Regions from separate parts of the Oryctolagus cuniculus genome. Here region 1 is linked to region 2. A link is a contact called in public Micro-C data. All regions are on one chromosome and are shown on one strand. Each heading gives the region's core, a stretch centred on a gene start, on an enhancer-like site or on the middle of the called end of the contact. The rest is flanking DNA. Distances are from core to core; before and after follow the strand shown.

The links. A called contact is a pair of places that touch in the nucleus more often than the background predicts.
Region 1: a contact with region 2 is called in a Micro-C map of ear pinna, with 4 times the contacts expected there. The contact joins the enhancer-like site here to the promoter of BRCA2 in region 2. A contact is called at or near these places in 2 of 6 Hi-C or Micro-C datasets (ear pinna and an unstated tissue).

Annotation. Positions count from the first base shown.
Region 1 is chr9:82,042,429-82,045,740 of mOryCun1.1, forward strand. The region is part of intron 6 of ZAR1L (zygote arrest 1 like); the gene reads left to right. FRY (FRY microtubule binding protein) reads right to left here. Exons shown (of 63, transcript XM_008273531.4): 55 at 204-370. Among named protein-coding and RNA genes, the nearest start is that of BRCA2, 77 kb to the left of the region's middle. Within about 2 kb of position 1,568, at least 5 of the 8 cell types and tissues checked have an H3K27ac peak or open chromatin away from gene starts, as enhancers often do. A contact at or near this core is called in ear pinna, where this site is marked.
Region 2 is chr9:81,966,040-81,969,105 of mOryCun1.1, forward strand. It overlaps BRCA2 (BRCA2 DNA repair associated), which reads right to left and starts at 1,371. Exons shown (of 27, transcript XM_002720579.5): 1 at 1,062-1,371; 2 at 301-406. The coding sequence starts at 367. ZAR1L (zygote arrest 1 like) reads left to right here and starts at 1,323. Exons shown (of 7, transcript XR_007913745.2): 1 at 1,323-3,066.

The DNA.
Region 1 (3,312 bases), core at 318-2,817, 77 kb after region 2:
CCTTAGGAATTATGACCTGAGCATCCTTTCCTGGTTGCACATAAGACCCTCCACTGGGGTTGGGTGAAGCTAACTCAGTTGAGAGCTTACAAGTTCTATGTCACTTTAGACTGCTTCATTAGGAAGTCCCGGCAATGCAAGTGTGATGCTAAACTTCAGTTTGTCTGATGGAACTACAGTATTTCCACCAAGCACTTCATTACCTTGCAAGAGTAAACTGGTCCAGGGCTCGGTTGCCTTTTTCCTCTGCCTCGGTCATGTCTAGGCTGAAGCTGTCGCTGCATTCAAAAGCTGCTGGCAGTTCGTTGATGGAACTGGAAAGATCATCCTCATGCACGGTGGTGTCCTCCTCCTCCTGGACCGCCTCAGCCTGCAGAAGACAGAGCAGAAGCCCCCATATCTAAGAATATCCATGGGAAAATCCATTCAACGAAGGAAGGAACCGAAATGCTGAGAGTGACAGAAATGGAGATTGTTTTCTAGTCACAGTACAGGCAGTTGTAGAAACGGACTCAGGAATTCTCTGAAACACATACTGTTCATTCTTTATCTTCCGTTCAGTCTCTTCCCCAGTAGTCCCCAAAGGGGCTGCCAGATGAGCATGTCTGACCTATGCTTACGGGATGCAAATGCTAAACGTGGATAAGACCATAACATCTCCCCAGGTCCAACCTCCGCATTTTATAGCTGAGCAAATGAAGTTCTGTATGAGAAAGGGACTTGCCTAAAACCAGGGTGTAATCAGAGTTAGAGCCAGGATGAGAAACACCATCTCTGTGTCAGAACCCCTTCCACTGTACCACCGCAGCCTGCTGCAACAAGCCTATTCAGAATACTGCCCCATACAGAATCCCTTTGCCAAGGGAAACCAGAATTTGGAATCCTCAGTGCCTGCCACAGTGGATACCCAAGCAACATCTGTAGTGTACACAAGTGGTCCAGAGTCCTTCACTGTGCCTGCTGGTTGACAGGTTTTTCCACAGCGAAAGTCTTCTAAGACCCGCTTCCAGCCTTACATATGCATGTATGGACCTACGTGCTTTGCTCCTTAGAACAGGGGGAGCATCTGCGCTCATCTCGCTTCGACATGCAGAATGAGCAGTGAAATACAAGAGCCCCAGGGCAGGCAGAACTGAGATCAGGGAGAGACAGGAAAGAGATTTAGCAAGTCCAGTGGAAAAAGAGGCTGGGCTTGAACTTGGGCCAGGGGGAAATCAGCTGGAGAACTGACTGTTCTCTATGAGAGGAAGGAAGGCAACTGGATCACACACCAGGAGAAGAGAGGAAGAAAAAGATGCAAACATGTCTCAGTGAGTCACTTTCTTGAAAACAAACTAAGGAAAATAGAAATGTATATGAACTAAAGCTTTATCATGAGCCAACAGCTGGCTACCCACTTAGTTTGCAGTATCTTGAATATAGGATTAGAGGGCAAATGAACAAGAATGCTACATTTATATACTAGGAAAACAAGGTGTCTTGTGTCTTTGAAGGGATTGCTTGTAAATACTGAGTTTCAGAGGTCTATCCAGACCTGCTTTGTTCCGCAAAGCAAAACTACAGCATTGGCAGTGAGGCTGACCCTTGGGGAGTGGTCCAGGTTATCAGTGCTCGAAAACATTATCTCAGAGGAGAGCTGCGTTCTTAGCTATTTTCTCTAACATCACAAAATATATCAAATGTCGCAGATACCCAGCTCTTGTGAAAAACAGGATAGCTCTTCAGAAATGAAATTCACTTCTTCCTTGATGTAGGTGTCTACCACATAGATTGTGTTTTCAAAGAGAAATCTTTATAATTTAGCATTCACAATTGAAAAATGGAGAAAATTACTAAACCCACTGAGAAAAACCAAAAGCTAAAAACTTCATGTATTTTTTCCCTCATGAAATTTAATTTCTTAATCTAAGGCTCTGGCATTTTAAACTAGAGAAATTTCTTTCTTTCTTTCTTTCTTTCTTTCTTTCTTTCTTTCTTTCTTTCTTTCTTTCTTTCTTTCTTTTTCTTTCGCTCTCGCTCTCACTCTTGCTCTCGCTCTCTTTTCTTTCTTTCTTTCTTTTCTTTCTTTCTTGTTGTTGATACAGAAGGAGTCTGCTAACTCCAAGAATGCTGATAACAGACCCTTTGCAATATGGCAATCTTAGTCTTATTCAAGTTTTAACTATTTTAGGTCATTGCAATTTGTTGGTTGACTTTAGTTTGAAGAGAGTTTCTCTAGACCTCAGACCTGTTTTCTGTCCACTGTGAAACAACACAGAATGGTCAGTCTTATATTTTCCCATTAGATTTGTCAAGGAATACACTTCCATAAAAGTTTTTTCTATTTTCTCTTTCAAGCTTATACAATCATAATCAGACTCAGGATAAAGAAACTTTTGCTCTGTGATAATAGTAATAGATTATTTTGGTTTTTTTTTTTTTTTTTTTTTTTGGTATTTCTAACATAAGGAAATAAAATTCTACACTGATGGGCATATATATAGCCATAGCATGTGAGTGGATAGTTTTACGGACAGGGTCTTGCTTGGAAATCCTGATAAAGGTTTTTTTTTTTTTTTTTTTTTTTTTGGGCAGGCAGAGTGGACAGTGAGAGAGAGAGACAGAGAGAAAGGTCTTCCTTTGCCGTTGGTTCACCCTCCAATGGCCGCCGCGGCTGGTGCGCTGCGGCCGGCGCACCGCGCTGATCCGATGGCAGGAGCCAGGAGCCAGGTGCTTTTCCTGGTCTCCCATGGGGTGCAGGGCCCAAGCACCTGGGCCATCCTCCACTGCACTTCCTGGCCTGGAAGAGGGGCAACCGGGACAGAATCCGGCGCCCCGACCGGGACTAGAACCCGGTGTGCCGGCGCCGCTAGGCGGAGGATTAGCCTAGTGAGCCGCGGCGCCGGCCCGGAAATCCTGATAAAGTTTTAAAATGAAATAGACACTACTAGTTTATTTTTTCTTTTAAAATTCTATCAGGAAATTATATCCACTGGTTACTTTTCTCCTTGGAGCCTGCTAAGAGCATTATACTATGACTGACATCAGAAATTCCAATAGTATGCCAAAGGCGAGTGTTGAATCAATGCACAAATTGTACAGTTGGTTCCTACACAGGGAAAAATTTTCCCCAGTGCATGCACACACCCACACCTCACTTAGCAGTTCTCCAGTCACAGTGATCTCACACACCAATCAGCAGTTTTCAAGCAAAAGGTTTCCTTTAAAAGAGACCTGAAATCAGGACTGTCAGAGTTTAAAGTAACTTCAGAACGTAGGCTCAGGGGCACAGAATTCACCCATTTTAAAACACCCAGAACAAAAAGCGAACAG
Region 2 (3,066 bases), core at 121-2,620:
CAGTCTCTGTCAAAGTAACATCACCAATGCTTCTAATTTACTAGTCCTACTTTCTAAACAGTTCTTCCAGTTATTGCTCATCAAGAGGCCAGTCTCTTTATACAACTATGGGTTCTGTGTCTGTCGGGTTAACTGGTAAACTATTACTTTCTAAAGTGGACTTATGACTCCATATAGAGTAGCTTGCAGTGTAAAGAAAACCGAGAAGTACTGAATTTTTTTTTCAGCAAGCACGTATGTTACTTTTCTGAAAACAGTTTCTCGTTGAAATGTATCAAGTTTCATAAAACCAGCCAATACCTGTTGTGTTGCACCGCATCTTAAAAATGTCAAATAAAGTTGGCCTCTCTTTGGATCCAATAGGCATTTTTATGTACAATATTACTCCAAAGCTCGATAAGTCAGTCTGCAAGAGAAGACCAAAAGGTCCGTCACAGGGATGCATGTCGGGGTTGTGCTTGTGTCTAAAGCTACATCCTCTACCCGTTCTTCGGGACGCCGAACTCCCTGTGAGGATGGAAACATTCCACAGTTCTGTGCACTCACAGCAGCCACGGAAAACCCCTGGCGTGTGTGTCTACTGCGACTCAAGAACAGAATTGTCAATCTTTTCTTTTTAATTACGTTAACTAGTGGCTCCTGGTACAAACAAACACTGTCCGATAACTCCCAGTCAATGATCCGAGACTAACAATTATCTGGGACTTAAGTAAGGCAGATACAGGGTGCCCAGAAACTGTAAAGCACTTTCCAGGGTGGCAATATTCCGTTAAAGTAACGTTACCGTGTTTTCAATTAAGAACATTTCGCATCCGGACACCCGGAACAGCCAGGAGGCAGACCCAGCCAAGGCGTTGTGCAGCCCGGAGCCGGGAAGCCAGAGTCCCGAGGGAGGGGGCGGGGCTCGCCTTTGCTTTGGAACAAGGTTGTTTCTCTCAGGCAAGAGGCGGAAGTCGATACAGGCCGCGATTCCCACCCGGGAACCTGAGAGACCCTAGCCCGCCACCCCGGACCGCTGGGGCCGCGAAAGACATGCCCGTCTCCATCCCAGCCACACTAACCCGCTCCACAGGTACAGCTGGTATTTGGGCTCAGCAGTCTAAGAGAAAGCGCGCCAGCATTTAGATCACAGATCTGACCCCATCGGCTTTTCCGGCGGCGATCCACTGCCCTAGGCAAGACCCCAGACGCCGAGCTGAAGGAGCTCCGCCTCCATAGCCTTTTTCAGACGCTCGCGCCAAAAGCCCGCTCTGGGCACGTGACGTGAGGACGCTGTGACGAGGCACGCAGCGTACGCACTACCCGGAAGTGAGGCCGCCGTCGGCCGCTGCTGTTTCTCAGTGAGGCGAGAGGGGCTTGCCTGTTAGGCTCAGGAACCGGAAGACGAGGGAGCTGGCGTGTATGTTCGCTTCCTGACTTTTTTAGACCCGCCCGCCTTGTTCTGAAGGGGCGGCCGTTCGGTCTATGCGTAGTTCCCCAGCCTTTCTTCCTGCCCTGGATGACTTTTGGGTGGGCGCCCTCGGAACACGATTAAGGACCTTTAAAAAAACCTTCCCTTTATCCTTAGGGCAGGTGCTTGCTAAGCCTGTGCGCCAAAGTGAGCTGACCTTAGAAAACTCGTATAAAGTGGTCTGTATGTGGGTGCCTCACTTCCGGACTGCGTGGTAGTAAATGGAAGGCTCAGGGACTTGAAGTCAGTTCTAGCAGGTGTGTTTCCCATAGGTAGACTGTTCAGAGCGAGCCCATTTTCCCAGCCTGAAAAATTGTGAATCCCATGTTAACGCTCCTGCAGTGCTAGGTACTCTCCCCTGTAGACTTCTATGGTATCTTTTTAAATTCTTATGGTGTCAATTGCCCTGTTTTGAACTGACCTGGAAGATGGAACTTGATCTCAGTTTTGGAATTCACAGGGTCTGTATCTTGGCTAGAACAGTGTTCAATCTGTGTGTGATGTATGACTTATAAAATATTGAACTGAATAGGAGAGGTAAGAGCGGCTTAGGGCCCCTGCTGCTTCTACAGTGCACTTGAGCAAGGAACAGCAAAGGCAATCTTGGATTAGAGGCTCCACGTGGTTCCTTTGGTGCCATAATCAGTTTGATAATAATCCTCAGCTGTAGCAAGGGGCCTTACTAATGTAGATAGAAACTAAAGCTCCTCCCCCCGCCTTGTTTTTTAAAAGAATGAAAGCCACATTTTTACGTATTTGAAAGCAGAAAAATAGAGATAACCTGCCGGGTCACTCCACAAATGGTAACAAAAGCCAGGGCAGGGCCAGGCTGAAGCTGGGAGCTGGAAACAGCCTGGGTCTCCCATATGAGTGGCAAGGACCCAAGTACTAGGGCCGTTGTTACCTTCCACTGCCGGGGGTTAGCAGGAAGTGAAGCCAGACTCTGATATGCTGGTTTCCCAAGCAGCGTCTTAACCACTGTGCCAAATGCTGGTCCCACTACTGAAGCTTTTCATCTGCTATGTCTAATTAGCAAAGTAACACAGGTCTGCGTATGATCCTTATCTGATGATCACTGCTGCTTATGGAACATTTGGTAAATTAGGCAATCTGCTTTGGGCTTTACAAGTAATATCACAGTCTTAGAATAATCCTATAAGTTGGTTAGTAATGTCCAATGGGGAAACGTAATTAGGCAATTAAATAACTTCACTGGTAGTAGGGCCAAAGTTTGAAGTCCATTTTGACTTAAACCTAACTACCTTGCCATTAAGTCTATCATTACCCTACAAATCAGAATAGTATGTTTTTTCTTCCTTTCTGAAGGGAGAGGCTGGGGTGTCTCGCTAGGAATAGACTAGTGAGAGCTATTGGCACCTCATTACAACCCGCTGAAATTATTCTCTCTCGCTATATACAGCCCCCCCTCAACTTTGTGTTCTTTTGGTACCTGGGCTTAATTATACTCTTCTAATGTGGCTGTTCAAATAATTTATTACTTGTATTTAATTTATTTTATGCTTTATTTTTTACTTTTTTCTTAAAAGTTTACAGTATCTGATGTGTATGACTCGGAGTTTTGATGTACATGTGCCTAGTGGATGCTTACTACAGTT